2 separate regions of the Sus scrofa genome follow, and region 2 is linked to region 1. The links are chromatin contacts, called in public promoter capture Hi-C maps. All regions are on one chromosome and are shown on one strand. Each heading gives the region's core, a stretch centred on a gene start, on an enhancer-like site or on the middle of the called end of the contact. The rest is flanking DNA. Distances are from core to core; before and after follow the strand shown.

Region 1 (4,933 bases), core at 1,584-4,083:
CCTAACTTCCCGCTTTAGGTCTCGACCTAGATGTTACTTCTGCAGGGACACACGTCTATCGCACCCACACAAAAACCCAGTCCAGGATGCTACATGTGCTCATAAGCACCTTGTATTTGCCCTCATACCACCCTTACCTCACTGGATTGAAACTGCCTGTTTTCTTGTATCTCCCAGAGGACAGCAGGGCCAGGGCAGGGACCACTCCCATCTCACTCCACAGCAAGGTGTTCAGGGACCAGTCATCAGGTGAATTACTGAAAGCCTGGTTTTCACAAGGAGGGACCCCACCAGGCAGGACTGTTGACCCTACTGGAAATTATTTTCAGGTCCTCGATAAAGGAAATAAAGGTAACCTCTTATATAACAGAGAAAACAGGCAGCCTCTCTATCTGAAAGTCTTTGAAGCACAGCCCAGATGTCAACCTTGGAAACATCTAACAACACAGTACCTTGCACAGAGAATGAATTAAACATTTGCTGAGTGACAGACTTAAATTAATGAACCAGCAAGGCAAAGTGTGTCAAAATCATGTGTCTCCTGAGAGAATATTTATCCTTTATATGTATAGCCATCTTCAAACCAAGATATTTAGGATGCTATGAATTCTGATAACATCAAAAAAAAGATACTCACATTTAGTTCCTAACACGTTTATTTCAAAGTTGTTAACTGATACTTTAGTAACATTTGCATGCTTCCTTTCTACCTTGTATAATTTCCAACTAATCCCCAAATCTGATAATTTTTCTTTCACAACATTTCTTCAACCTGGGTCTTACCCCTCCCACTGACCCCAGGGCCCAGAAGTGCCCAGGGTGGACTCTACCTCTCTGTCTCTGCCCTTCTTAAATCTACTAAGCTGCCTGGAGAGTACCTTCCCAAGGCATCTCAATAAAACCAGTCTCAACTCTCCATTACTGGAAAAGCAAATTTCAGTCTTAGGAAACGTTCAAAGCCCTTTATAATCTAATCTCCAACAACTCCTCAAAACACATTTTAATACTGTCATCAAAATTATATATGCATTTGGCCACAAGCATTAATCCTCTTTCTCACCCTTTCCCACCCAGAGAGTCAAGGAATTCCTAACTTGATTTCTAAAGATAGCCCTTATTACTCTAACAATATGCTCCTACACTATTTTTGGACTTATTAATTTTGGATATAGCTAATGACTTCCTCCTGTAATGAACATTAACTTCTTTACCTCTTCGCTTCCAATATATATCAGATTTTTTTAGTTCTTCTGCTGGTAATCATTACAACTGTAAGCAACACGTCCACACCTTTATTCCCTAACCCATCAACCATACCCACGACCCTCTGACTCTGGGTCCTGAGCCCTTCAGCTCTTCTCTCAACTGTATTTTCAGTCTTCCAATAAACACGGCCTCAGTCCCCTGGACCATCTCTTGTCCACCAAAGCACTCTTTCCCACACTGTTACATTCATTTCTCTCAATCCCATTCCTCTAGGATCTGCTAAAGTCCATGCTCATCTGCCAAGGTGAAGCCTCCCTGCTTCTCAGTACACAGTGAAAATTCCCTCCCCTGAACTCCTGGGGCATTTATTAGTTGTTCTTTTAACTCAACTACCAATTATATAGATGGCACTATTTTGTTTGCACCCATATTTAACTTTTCCTGTGCATAAGGCAAATTTTCCAAGCAAGGCTCTGAGGTCTCCGTTTTAGCATTTCAAGAGACTAAACATGCTTACAGATCAGTGCGAATATGAAAGCCTCCTATGAACCTCAAAAAGCTGAGATAACAAATACTGTCTTAGTCACCCTGTCTAGAAGATAGGATTATTTCACAAAAGTCACAGAAGCCTGGACTACAACCAAATAAAACATCCAAAGAAAGCACACTTCTAAATCAACATGTAAACTTCAACTCTTAAACTTTAGCTCTTAAACTTAAACTTAAAACTCTTAATCTGCAGAACACCCGAAGTGAAGTACAGCTCACTCGGCCTACCGAGAGGAAGGAAAAAAAAAAAAAAAAAAAAAAAAAAGTATAGCTATTTAAAGACATTTTACTAGCTGCTTTGTCTTAATTACACTTAAGTAGTTGGGATTCCTTGATGAAGTTAAGGGCAGCCGAGGAGAAGCCTAGGGAAACTCAGGGGACTCCAGCAAGGGTCAAGCCTGAAGCAGGACTGGGTTAACAGCTTGTGACTCCTCGCTCGGAGCCAGCTGCGAAGCGAGGATGCGAGGAACAGGTGAAGTCGTTAGGATGTTATCTTTCCCCACCAATGGCCAGGCGGGATCCGGGGGCGTCTGGGAGGGATGGGGTGCTCAGGGCTCCAGTGAAGCCTGGGGGAACTGGGGGAGAAGGGCTGCGCAGGCCGAGGGGCAGAGACGCTCATCACCAGGACTGCGCAGGGGCTACCTGGCCGGGTGCCGGGCGAGGCAAGGATTTCCAGGGCGAGGGGAGTTACAGGGAGGATAGGTCCGGCACAGCCAAGTTCCCCGAGTTACGCCGGGGAGAGGGGTGCGAAAGGTCGCTAAGGTCGAGGCTTTTGCGAGGGGCCGCAGCGGTTGCGGAGTAGTTACCCGGGTGCCATTTCAGGGCCAGCTTCCGATAGGCCTTCTTGAGCTCCTCCTCGCTGGCGTCGCGCCGCACCCCCAGTGCCTCGTAGTGACACTTCATCGCCGGTCCCGGCGCGGGGCTCGGGCCGGGGCCCGGGGCTGGGCCAGGACCCGGGCCGAAGTGGTGGTGTCGGCGCTGGTGGTCTTCTTCGGCGGGAGCCCGGCGCCCGCACCGGGCCAGCCAGCGAGCGCGGCGGCGGCGACGGCGGCGCGGGGCGACGGCGGCGCGCGGCGGCGAAAGGCGGCGCGGGTTGCGGCACGCGGGAGCGCGGAGGGGGCGGCGCCGGCGACCGCGACTCCGCATGGGCGGGGGGCGGGCTCTGCGCCGGAAATAGCCGCGCGGGGAGGGAGGCGGGGCCGTGGGGAGGAGGGGGGCCGGGGCGAGGGCCGCGGGAGGAGGGAGGCGGGAGGCGGGGTCGCGGCGGAAGGAGGTGGGGCCATGGGTGGTGTCATTGTGAGGGGAACAGACGTCAGCCAGGGTGAGTGACACTAACTTGGCAGCCGACCTGAGAGCTGAGACGGGTGGGATAAGATTCTGGAAAACATCTTGTAGTTTCTGAATATAAATTCTCTACTTGAGCCCTGCTTTTACAAACGAGGAAACTCAGGCTCGAAGTAGCCAAGTGGTTTGCCGAAGCCTCCCCAGCTAATCAGACAGCATTCGGTTGGATGGAAACCAGGTTTTTTAACTATCTTCGGTTTGAGATCTGTAATATTGCTTATCGTGACCAATATGCATAAGAAGTAACAGTAAATAAGATGACTTAAACTGAAACAATTTAGTTTAATTGTTTTAAAATAACAGTACTGTTTTACCACCAATTTGAATGAAATTGTGTTGGCCCATCCGTCACTCTTTAATCCTAACTTTCTGGCCTCAACATACATTTCCAAGGTTAGTTCGGGTTAAGAATGCAGTTAAGGGATAGTACTTATCCAGTAGGTTTTGGTTGATCTGATACACTGTATTATGTAAGATCTGTATAACTGTTCCAATTTGATATGGTGCCAAAATAGTATCCTGTCATTAAGATGCCTCCATACACCAATATATTTCACTGTACTGTAGAATGTTTACACATATCAGTTGTTAGGTGTAGGTTATATTTGTCAACCTCATGATTAGAGACAAGGGTTGGCTCTGTTGCTGACAAGTATCTATTGTTCAGGGTGGAGGTACCCAGAGTTTAGGAAGGTTGTCCCTTTCTTCCCTAACACCCTGCCTCCTGCACAAAGCACACCAACTCTGAACCTCATTAAGTTTCTAGGCACACCACTGTCCAACCAACTCACTACTCAAAATTCATACACTGGCCTCTTATGTATACTATATGGACTTGGCTTGTAAACTGGTAATAGGTGGGGATTGAGAAATTTGAGGGCAAGAAAAAACAAGATCTTTCGTCATCTGAGAACAGAATTGGACAAAAAGTGAAAAAAGAAAGGATTTCTTCTTCCTCCAACTCCATCTGGATTTGCTATCTCTGAGTCACTGGCCTTTTTCCTCCTGAGTTAAGAGGGATCTATTTTTGCCTATAACCTTTTATCAATTTTTTTTTTTTTTTTTACTGCCACACCCAAAGCATATGTAAGTCCCCAGGAGCTGCAGCTGTCAGCCTAGCCACAGCCACAGCAACATGGGATCTGAGCCATGGCTGCAACCTACACCACAGCTTGTGGCAATGCCAGATCCTTAACCCACTGATTGAGGCCAGGGATCGAATCCACATCCTCGTGGATACTAGCCAGTTTCCTTACTGCTAAGCCACAACATGAACTCCATACTGCATGAAATTTTAAAGACAATTAGACTGGACATAAATACCAGTCTAAAGGAAGATCTTTATTAAACAGGTTGAATTCCACATGAACATGGGATGAGGAATTCACATTCAAATGAGGCATTCATATAAATAACTATTAAAGAGAAATAACTGGGCACAGGAAAATCTCTCTACATGGAAACTAATAAAATCAAGTTGGAAGTTCCACTAAAACTCCTCACATTCAAAAAACATTAACTTTTGTGTTTTCAAACTCACAACTTGATACAATTCATGTTTATAACCTATAATTAAGATGTGTTTAAAAATGAATCCTGAATACAACTGTCTTTTCATCCTATATCCCATTGCTTAAATAAATCTTTTTTTCCTCTGCACTTAACCAGCTTTGCTCTGTCACATATAAGTATTTCAAGTCAATCTGACTTGAATTACCTAATTTAAACTTCAAGACAAGTAACCTTACAATTTCAATATAAAGTAGCCTAATTGTATATTCAAGGTCTTTCTTAACAGAAAACGATGAAAAAATAAAATGGAAAAACTAATCAA
Region 2 (4,933 bases), core at 1,296-3,795, 1.0 Mb before region 1:
GAGAGAGAGAGAGCGACAATGAAGGGAAGGGAAGGCAAGGCCAGGCAAAGCAGGGCAAGGGAAGGGAAGGATACATCCGGAACACAAGCTTAGGAAGAAGAACCCAGAAAGGGGACAGATAAATGGGAGGAACACCGTTAGGGACTGGTGTGTTGTAAGCCAGAGTATAACATTTCAAAAGGAAGTGATGACCATTTTAAATGCTGCAGAAAGATCTAGTCATTCAAGGGAGGAAAAATGTCTTCTGAGTTTATAATCAGTTCTTTGGTCACTTTGGAAATGGCAGTCATTAGTCAGGTTGCGGAGAGAAATCAGATTACAACAGGGTGATGAATGAAGAGGAAGCAGGGATGTGGCAATGATGGGCCAGCTACTCTTTCAAGAATCCTAGTTAACAAAGTGAAGACAAACAATGTGTAAAAAGCCAGGGCTTCGACAGTTGGTGTTTTTTAAGAAAATGTAAAGATGTCAGGTACATGAGCATCTTTAAGTAGTGAAGAGGACAATCCAACAGACAGGGAGAATTAAAGATATTTTAAAGGGGATAACTTGATGGAGTACTATTTTCGAGGCAGTGGAAGGAGATGGGATCCACAAATATCAGTGGACAAAGTGATATCCCAAATGGGAGGTCAATGTAGATAAGTTCGTAACTGGAAATGGGGGTGGATGCAAAAGTAAGAGTTTGTACCTGTGAAATGGGTAGAGAAGAGGTCTGAAATTTTGCATATGCATGAAAAAACTCATATATTTTGATCCAAACAGGTTTTCTAGATTCATTTTTTTTCTGTCAAATGGATCAATTAATAGTCTCCTAGTCACCCAAGTTTCAAACTTCAGTGTCATCTGTTGACTTCTACCTTTTATTCCTTCCTAATATCTAAGGCATTATAAAGTGTTGAAATGATAAGCACAGAAAGGACCTTGAGGATGTCCAAAGTTATAAATCAGTAACTCACATCCCACAGAATTTAAAAGTGTGCCTAAGAGTCCACTACTAGTTGCTATTTGCAGCTGCTGTGGGGCAAAGTTCGAGGCCAGAAGGGGTCAGTGACCTACTAAAAGCAAACATCTATCAGACCCCACCTATTGTGTATTTCCCAGGCTAACATACTAACTGGCACATAGTAGGGACTCAATAAACATTCAATGGACCCTTGAGTGAATGTCCGTGGTGGGTGGCTTGCTGAAAAGTAAAATGGAATCAACTTGGGTTTGACAGAATCTTGGTATCACACTAGTTCAACTTCCTCACTTTATAGATGAGGATTCTGAGGCCCAGGTCCCAAAGATGAAGCAACTTGCCCAAAGTCCAAAAGCTAGTTACTGATAGTGCTAGGACTACAAAGAAAAGAGGGTGCTAAAGCAAATGGATCTAAAGAGTGAGGGGGAGAAACAAATAGGATGTGCACTGTCATTTGGTTCTCTTCCAATAATAGGAGGATTTCTTCCATTTCCATTACATCTACTCTAGCTCAGGTACAAGTGTAACTGTTGGCAGCGCCCAAATCTCCTTCTTCCTCTTGCCTACCAATTTGTTCCACATTCCAGACCTAGATCAATTGTCCCCAAACATTGCTCTCAGGACTCAATTTTTCCAGTCAAAAGCCTTCAAAAGGCTAACTACCGCCCACAAGATAAGGTCCAAATTATTAACATTCTTAACCCGTCACTCCTTTCCTATCTACTTTTCCAACCATATCTCCCCACCTAGAAATGCTCCACTTGGCCAGACTCCACTACCCATTATCCTCCAACTTTCTCCAAAGCTACACCCCTTTCTCCCTCCGGGGCAATAGTTTTTTGGTGTCAGCAGGTCCTGGGACCAGCGCAGTCCCACACTGGACCATGCTTAGATGAGACCAGTGCTCTGGTGTACTGCCCTCTGTCCCTCTGCAAGTCTTAACAATTTCTAAAGAGCCTCTACGTGTTCATTTTGCACTGGGCCCCCCAAATCGTGCAGCGGGTCCTGGTCCGTTCGGCCACTGGCCCAACGCCGGACATATCAGCCATCTAATACATGTTGGTTGAATGAACGAAAAAAGGGTCTAGTCATCTGTGCAATAACCAAGAACTGACCCAGAGCGAGAAGTTACGGCCGCACCTGCTTTCCCGCCAGTCGCTCAAAACCGCACGCACAGCCTCGGCACCGCCTCAAACCAGTTCCACTGTTCCTGGGGCAGCGCCAACATCAAATAGAACTTCAGCTTTTCCCGGGCTGCAGCCAATCCCCGCAGCTCCTCGGCTTCCGAAGCCACCTCGGGCTCTGATTGGCTGGCAGTGTTGGCCTGGGTGAGGGCGCAGACCGCGTTGGGGAGAAATGGGTGGAGCTGGAGGTCGCTCTCTCCTCCGCCCGGGCGGGGGGAAGCGGCCACTGCGCAGGCGTGGATGGAAAGGGATACCCAAACAAATACAACCCACCTCCCAGAGGCCTCCAGCTCTTCCCCGCCCACTTTTCCCTCGCGTGGGCGCTCCGGCCCCCCAATCGGCCGGTTTTCCCCGCCCCCGTCAACGTCTGGGCACGTCCCCCTCCGGGCGCGGGCAACGCACGGCCCTGCACTTAATCTCTGCCCGCCCGGCGCGGAAACAGAGGCCGGGGTGGCGCGGAGCGGTGGCAGGAGCCCGGGGCTGCAGCCGCTGCCGGGCCGACGATGACTTGTTACCGAGGTTTCCTGCTGGGCAGCTGTCGTCGCGTGGCGGGCGGCCGGGCAGCGGCACTGAGTGGGCCGGGCGCGGGAGGCCCCGCCGCGCGGCCGCGTCTCAGCAGTGACGGTGACGGCCGGCGGCACCTGGGGCACGGGCACCCGCGCGAGCTGGCGGGCTGCGGCAGCCGCCCCGACGGCGGCTTCCGCCCGTCCCGGGTGGTGGTGGTGGCCAAAACCACCCGGTACGAGTTCGAGCAGCAGCGATACCGTTACGCGGAGCTTTCGGAAGAGGACTTGAAGCAGCTGGTGGGTCCTGGTGGCCCCCGCCCTCGTGTCTCAACCCGGCCCCGGTTCGCTCCCTGGCTCGGCCGCGACTTTTGGGGGTGGGGGGTGACTGGGCCTCCTCGGCCGAGACATCTTGGGGCGATCCTTCTTCCCGGAATGTACTAGATGCCTTGCCTACCCAGCTCACTGCCCTCCACGCCCTCTGACTTCTCTCGTACCACCCCCACCCCCGCGTGTACCCCGCGTCTGTGTGTGTAGAAAGGGAGGGGGTCACTGAAGGTGTGAAGACCCTTAAGGCGGGGGCGTCTCGCGGAAGCCTTGGGTGGGGAAGAGGGGCTCCTGCAGTGGGAGAGGTTTGGGGATTTGTGCCTTCTCCACCCCCACCTCCTTTTTGGGAAGAACAACAACAGCCCCAAGCTAGGTGGGCCGGTGTGTGATGTCTGGACGCTCTGGGAACGGCTCCCCAGGCCGCCGGTGGAAAGGGGAACTCTGGGCGCTGCTGCGGGCAACAGAAAAGAGGGCCGCGATTCCGCGGACACACCCCCTTTTACAGGCAGGACTGCGAGGCCCAGGGCACTCGGAAGGTCGGTCTGGGGAAGCCTTTTCCGTGCTGGAACGTGGTGGTCCGAAGAGGTTCCAGTACTTTGTTTTAAAAGCTCACGTGTCTTTGGTGCTGGAAAAGCACGGGAGAAAATTTGACTTTGAATACACTTTATTAAGTAGAGAGGTCCAGACAAAAAGCAGGTAAACCTGGTAACTATGAAATGTAAAGTGCCTACGTCTGTAATGTATTCGTGCCTACACAATAGTCTAAATTTAGTATAGATATTTACTAATACCTTTGCAAAGTATGTAAATACACCTAACAACACCCTGAATGTTATCTTCACTGTTTGTTGGGAACTTCTGATTCTATGCCCCCAGCCCACTTTGGGGAAGGGAGAGTCACGCTGCTACGAACAGTATAGGTCCAGAAAAATCTCCGTTGGAAATCTAACCGTTGACACTGCACCAAAAGGCTTTGGCATTAACATCTCGTAGAATTCTGTGCAAGGGCAGAGTAGTGTGTTTTAAACTTCTGGTTCATAACCAGCAACTTTTGGTAATATTTTGTAGAGGTATCAAAATGAAATTGTAAAATCATCCTGTTTAACTACGGAATCTATTTTCAGCATTAACCTTCTTCATTGTTTAATGCCTTCATTGAAGAGGACTCTGTATCCATCAGATGGAAATAGGAGGTGCACATTTCTCTCCTTTTCCCTAAGTGTTTGAAGGTAGCAATTTCTAGAAAATATTTGCATTGTTTAAGGAGTAAGTCAGCAGACACTTTGAGCAGGAGGTTGTAGTAATGGAGTTTGTGTTAGGGAGTGGAATTGAGGATGAGTTAGAGAATAATAATTTTAGAAGCAAATGATTCTGACTTAGGGAAGAGGTGTGCCTCTTGAGTTGTACTCCTAATTTTGCAAGATCTGCTTTTTAGAAATTGTCAAATGCAGTACACCCATAGATACATTCTTCATACAATTTTATGAAAGCCTCCCACAACAGTATAAAGTAATATACTTGATTTGCATGTTCAAAGTGTGGGATTGGGGGACCAGGATCTTGGAGCCAGGCCCAGGTTCTGTGTGGTTAATTTCCTCTGCTTTTAACTTCCTGGGTGAAAATGATACTTTCTGTGTAGTACTGTCAGTTTTCAAAGTGATTTCACCTCGTTCATTATGTGAAATACTAGGTTTGGACTAGATAGCTCTGGTATTTTGAAACTCTGAGTAACTTTTTCAAGGCCTCAAGAATATGGATGGCATCTGAATTAGATTAACTCTTGGAGCTCTAAACTAGATTGTCACCAATCAAAACTTTTAAAATGTAAGGCAAATCAAGTTTTTAAAAATCGAATTACCTAGTACACCCACTCCACTTATCTAGAGAAATCTGTGACAAGTAAATATTTGCCTATTGCTCTGTATGCTGTTGGGAATAAGAAAACTTTTGAAGTA

What was found. Promoter capture Hi-C pulls out the DNA fragments that hold promoters and counts their contacts.
Region 2: a contact with region 1 is called in a promoter capture Hi-C map of fetal liver, with 4 times the contacts expected there. The contact joins the promoter of NADK2 here to the promoter of DNAJC21 in region 1. A contact is called at or near these places in 1 of 5 promoter capture datasets (fetal liver) and 1 of 2 datasets of contacts at active chromatin or transcription factors (alveolar macrophages).

Annotation. Positions count from the first base shown.
Region 1 is chr16:20,521,670-20,526,602 of Sscrofa11.1, reverse strand. It overlaps DNAJC21 (dnaJ homolog subfamily C member 21), which reads right to left and starts at 2,833. Exons shown (of 13, transcript XM_003133880.4): 1 at 2,562-2,833. The coding sequence starts at 2,658.
Region 2 is chr16:21,554,924-21,559,856 of Sscrofa11.1, reverse strand. It overlaps NADK2 (NAD kinase 2, mitochondrial), which reads left to right and starts at 2,545. Exons shown (of 13, transcript XM_003359754.4): 1 at 2,545-2,951. The coding sequence starts at 2,652.